Regions from separate parts of the Mus musculus genome. Here region 1 is linked to region 2. The links are chromatin contacts, called in public HiChIP or PLAC-seq maps. All regions are on one chromosome and are shown on one strand. Each heading gives the region's core, a stretch centred on a gene start, on an enhancer-like site or on the middle of the called end of the contact. The rest is flanking DNA. Distances are from core to core; before and after follow the strand shown. Region 1 overlaps Flvcr2 (feline leukemia virus subgroup C cellular receptor 2). Region 2 has its middle 23 kb from the start of Fos.

The links. HiChIP or PLAC-seq counts read pairs in DNA pulled down with a chosen protein or histone mark.
Region 1: an H3K27ac HiChIP or PLAC-seq map of extraembryonic endoderm stem cells shows a contact between it and region 2. The contact joins two enhancer-like sites. A contact is called at or near these places in 1 of 15 datasets of contacts at CTCF or cohesin (the NIH/3T3 cell line), 7 of 484 Hi-C or Micro-C datasets (the C2C12 cell line, Th1 cells, cerebellum and 4 more) and 3 of 115 datasets of contacts at active chromatin or transcription factors (VIP interneurons, embryonic stem cells and extraembryonic endoderm stem cells).

The regions. Positions count from the first base shown.
Region 1 is chr12:85,792,908-85,795,607 of GRCm38.p6, reverse strand. All of the region lies in intron 3 of Flvcr2 (feline leukemia virus subgroup C cellular receptor 2), which reads right to left. Among named protein-coding and RNA genes, the nearest start is that of Erg28, 31 kb to the left of the region's middle. Within about 2 kb of position 1,312, at least 17 of the 459 cell types and tissues checked have an H3K27ac peak or open chromatin away from gene starts, as enhancers often do. A contact at or near this core is called in extraembryonic endoderm stem cells, where this site is marked.
Region 2 is chr12:85,495,822-85,498,521 of GRCm38.p6, reverse strand. No RefSeq gene overlaps it. Among named protein-coding and RNA genes, the nearest start is that of Fos, 23 kb to the right of the region's middle. Within about 2 kb of position 1,386, at least 123 of the 459 cell types and tissues checked have an H3K27ac peak or open chromatin away from gene starts, as enhancers often do. A contact at or near this core is called in extraembryonic endoderm stem cells, where this site is marked.

The DNA.
Region 1 (2,700 bases), core at 63-2,562, 300 kb before region 2:
AGAAACAGAGGAGAGGGGGCTGGGGAGGAGGCTCAGTTGGTAAAGTTTCTGCAGCAAAAGCCTGAAGACCTGAGTTAGGATCCCTAGACAACATGCACAGAGCCAGGAGTTTGTAAGCACTGAGCTTTGGAGAAGGGCAGAGACAAAGCGGGTCCTGGTGCTTGCTGGATCATCCAGCAAAACTGATGCACTCCAGGTTTCAGTCAGAGCCTGTGCTTCAAAAGAATAAGGGAAATCGGGAGGGAGAATGGGGGGTGGGGGCGCTATGATGAATTGGAGAGAGGGGGCAGATAGGTATAATCAAAATTCATTACATAAATATGTTACATTTTCAAAGTACAAAAAGTACTTTTAAAAAAGACAGTAACTTAGGAAGACACCCAATGTTAAACTCCGGCCTCTATACAGGTACAAATGCGCACACTCACATGAACACATATGTATATATAAGCATATATATGTATATATACACACATACCCAAAGAAAGGAAGGAAACAGGGAAAGAAAGTAGATAATAAGGTGATTTGCCCAAAGCCACATAATGAATTAGTAACTATACTGAGACAGGAACTGACCTAAAGAAGAAAGGGCCTCCTGATCTTCTCTCAGGGATAACGGTGATGATAATGAGGATGATGAAGATAACGCTGACGATGTCAGCATCAAATACATAGGTACTGACCCTGACCTTATAAACTTTATCATTTCCCTAGAAGTATTATTATCCCCACTCTATAGATGAGAAAAATGCACAGTTAAAGAGCAGATGCAAAAAAACAAGTGAAGTGATTGATACATACTGACAGTCGTATCTCACATAATCCTAGCATTTTACAGACTGAGGCAAGAGGATCATGAGTAGGAAGGCCAGCCCTAAGAAGATCCTATCCAAACAAAACCAACCAATAAGAAACAAGCATAAGCAGATCTTCCTGTTTATAAAGCATACTAGGGGACTAGGGATCTGTTGTTGTTGTTGTTGTTGTTGTTGTTGTTGTTGTTGTTGTTGTTGTTGTTGTTTGGGTTTGTTTGTTGTTTATATTTTTGTTTTGAGGCTCACAAGACTACCACAAGCACACTTCAATTTGTGGAGAAGGGAGCCGGGCTGTTTTGGGAGTTCATCTTCAGTAGACTCAGTCCACAGAGCCTCAGATCACAGAAGCATCTAGTTGCTGTTTCTCTTTGGGCGTCAAGGTTTTAGCTAAGAACAATGAAAGTTGAGTACAATTTAATCTCTCTGGTGGGAGGTGGGACACCTCCCTGGAGCACAACTCTCTAGCCATACTTTCCAAGGTCCCCCTAAAAGATGGACCCGTGAAAAGAGTCACTGTACTCAAGGACACACTGAGTGGCCTGGAGCCAGATATGACTAGGTCTGTCTGTTCATTTTTAATCACAGGTCTTTTTTTTTTTTTATCATAAGCAACACTGCTGAAATATAATGGACATGCTCCCTATATCAGGCTCCCAAAGGAACAAGATACAAAGTGAAGGCCAGATTCCCACAAAATATAGATAAAACTTTCATCCCCACCCTTGCAAGCACAGAGGCATTAAAGAGTAAATCTGGGTCTGAAGTTACCCCTGTTGTCTCCAGAGCCCTTGATGTAAATCACTAGATTTCACAATTTAAAACAAAGGTATCTCCAAGCCAGGCCTGTTTCTTCCTATCCCAGCCTCTCTCAGCAGGTCGCTCCACAGATGCAGAAGGTTGGACTCACTGTGGCTTCCTCAAGACAGGCCTAGGGGGTTCGACAAATGCTGAACTTTATACACAACTGCCAGGCTAGTGATTGTCACATAAGAAAACATTCTACAGAGGACCAGAGAGATGGCTCAGTGGATAAAAGTACCTGCTACCATGTCTGAGGACCCAAGTTCTGCCCCCCAGGACCCACATGGTAGGAGAAGATCTACTCCTGCAAGTTGTCCTTTGACCTCCACGAGTGTACAGTGACAAACGTGGGAACATGTGCACGTATCCCCACAAATAATAAATATGTAAAGAGTGTTTACGCTGGGTGTGGTGGCTCACGCCTTTAATCCCAACACTTGGGAGGCAGAGGCAGGCGGATTTCTGAGTTCAAGGCCAGCCTGGTCTACAGAGTGAGTTCCAGGACAGCCAGGGCTACACAGAGAAACCCTGTCTCAACAAACAAACAAACAAACAAAAAACAACAACAAAAACAAAAAACAAAAAAAAGAGTGTTTACTTGGCTTTTAATCAGCATCTTACTAGAAAGCAAACCCAATGAACTTCAACCACACACCCAGATACTTAGAATTCCATCTCTGAGTCAAGAGTGTCGTCAGGAGAAAAGGTCCTGAAAAGTGGGGTGAGCTGGAATGTGGGAGGAAACAGGGAAAAGAAAAAACAAAACAGCTTCTTGCTTCTTCTCTTCTCACCCTACTATCTTCCCACCCTTCTTGCTCATCCATCTGCCTCCTGGCCTGGGATGACCCTGCCAAAGTTAAGTGAGCTTTGGCTTTAACTGAAACAGCTGTTCTCAGCTCGGATCTCCAGCTGGGATGTCAAGATGGGCAGAATCCAAGGAAACAGATGCTATCCAACTGAAGGGGGCAGAAAAAGAGCACTTTGATATCAGCATTTCTGTGAGAACCCTGGCCCAGGATGCTACAGCTGAGCTTGGGGAATCAGTGGGTTAGCGGCCATGTGTCTACTGGCATGTGTCCAACCC
Region 2 (2,700 bases), core at 137-2,636:
GTGTGTGTACAGTTGTTTTAGTTGTCTTAAAAAATTATTGTGACCCCATATGCATGCACCTGTATATACACACCCCAAACACACACACACACACACACACACACACACACACACACACACACACACACACACACACACACACACACACTTCTGTGATTCTTTTGCCCAGAAAGCCAACACAGCCGTGAATCCTCTCTCCTCGGAAGGCCTTCCAGCTTCTCCACACCCCTCCTTGGTGCTGTAGCTGCTACGGGCTCTCCTGCCAGGGTCTCCCTCAACCTCCAACCCCTAGGCTTCCTGCCAGCTCCTGTGTGAAGAAGGTGCACTCTCTGAAAGTGGCAAAGCCCTCCCTGTGGTTTCTATTACTTAAAGAAACCCAGTCTCCCCTGGGCACCAGCGCTGCCTTCCTCCTGGGGTTCCCCCAACTGGCTCAGCTGTCCACTGGTAAATGAACAAACTATCTCCAGGCAACAGCCTGGCCTACAGCCGGTGACTGGTGACGCCACGCCTGATGTTCCCCTCAGCCTCACCCAAGTCTGTTTGGGCTCAGCTGTCTGCAAGGTTTTCTTTTGCTTGTCAGTTTGGGAGAGATCTTTTGCTGATTGGCTGTGGTGGGGATGGGGTGGGGCGCTGAGGTCAGAAGCCCTGAATTCAGGGAAGGCAGCTATCTCCCTGCCTGGAATTTTTTTGGCTCCCTGGAGATTTCCCCAGCATGGTAATAATATCTCCAAGAGCCAGTGTGATGACACATGGTAACCCCTCGGGCAAAGTGGAAGCCACAAAGCCAGTGGGGCATCAAATAATTCACTAATGCTCTGACCCTATGCTCAGCTCCAATCCAGAATCCTACTTACTATTAAGCTGAGTGAGCTTCAAGGATGCCACAGACATGACTAAAGGCCAGCCTGCTGTTTAATGAAACTAAAGAAGCATTTCAGAAGTTGGCGAAGGGAATGAGAGATACCAAAGGCTGCAAGAGAAGAATAAGGAAGGGGTGGTGAACTCTGGCCAACAGGAACTGCGTGAGAGCAAAGAGCAGGAAGTTCCGGTGTGTGTGGTTGCATAGGACAGAGACTGTAGGGAACGGTGGTATTGTGGGAATGGGGATGTAGCTCAGTGATAGAGCACTTGCTTCACATGTACAAAATCCTGGGTTCTCTCCTCGGTACCATAAATAAATAATAAATAAGTAAATGAAAATTATAGCAAAAATAAGAATGTATGATATATTTCAAAAGGCTAAAAGAACCTTGAAGATATGGGCGGGGGGGGGGGGGGACGGAGACGGAGTTCGAGACAGGGTTTCTCTGTGTAGCCCTGGCTGTCCTGGAACTCACTCTGTAGACCAGGCTGGCCTGGAACAAGTGCTGGGATTAAAGGCATGCGCCACCACTGCCTGGCAACCTTGAAGGTTTTTAACATAAAGAAACAATCAGTGGACCTGGCTGGACAGCTCAGCAGGTGAGGGTGCTTGCCACCAAGTCTGACAACCCAAGTTCGAGGCCCAGAACCCACACAGTGGAAGGATGGACGGTTCTCAATGCACAAGGCAGATAGCAGAGTTCGGGTCAATCCTTGTCTCGCTGAAGAGCGCCCTCTGCTGGTAGTATCTCCCCGGTTAGTTTGTAAAGGGATTTGTAGACTTATGGTTGGCTGCTCCCCATTACAGGCACTCTGAGGGACCTGGCCCTAGAATGACTACCTGAATAGACACATGTTCCCCCACTAATGCTAAGTTGACAGCCATTTGAGCATCAAATGCATCAAGGAGAGCTATAAACTATCTACTGAAGAATTAGGGCAAGATTGCCTAGCTCAAGGAAATGAAGACTCCCCCCCCCCAAAAAACACTGGCTTAAGCCAAAACCCCACACCCTGGCCCTGACCCTGGCCCTCTGCTTCCGGTCTTGAGTCCCTCCCCTTGGGGTATCTCCTGGTCTCCTAGACAAGCTGATGTCATCCACACATACAAACCTTATAATTCCCAAGGCCTTTCCCCAATGAGTCATCTCTGCCGTTACCCTCTCTTCAAAACCTTCTCCCTGTCTCCCCCTCCTCCCCAAGACAGGCCAGCCTCCCTGGCTACCCAGCAGTCAGTCCTCATTCGAAGACCACGGGTCCAAGTCTCTGATCGGCCACCTACCAGTTGTGTGGTGTAAGGAAAGAGACATTACCGTCATCTCACGGAGATCTGGGTGTTCTGCACTTCACAGAACACGTGGGGAGCATGGGACATATAGAATACCTCCAGCCCACTTAGGTCTTGGTTGCTTACCTGACAGAATGTGGGCAGGCCAACAAGGCAGACTGTACTCAATGCATTGAGAGCATCTTGGAAGTGTCACAGACGAGCATAGCCAGTGGAAAGAGTGAGGGATTTTTCAGGAAATGTTTACAATTGTTTTTATTTATTTTAAAAATCACAAGGATAAAAAAAAAAAAACTTTGGGGCTGGAGAGATGGCTCAGCAGTTAAGAGCACTGACTGCTCTTCCAAAGGTCCTGAGTTCAAATTCCAGCAACCACATGGAGATCCAAAATGAGATCTGACGTCCTCTTCTGGTGTGTCTGAAGACAGCTACAGTGTACTAATATAATAATAGATAAATAATAATAAATAAATCTTAAAAAAGCAAACAAACAAACTTTGCCAGGCGGTGGTGGTGGTGGCATACGCCTTTAATCCCAGCACTTGGGAGGC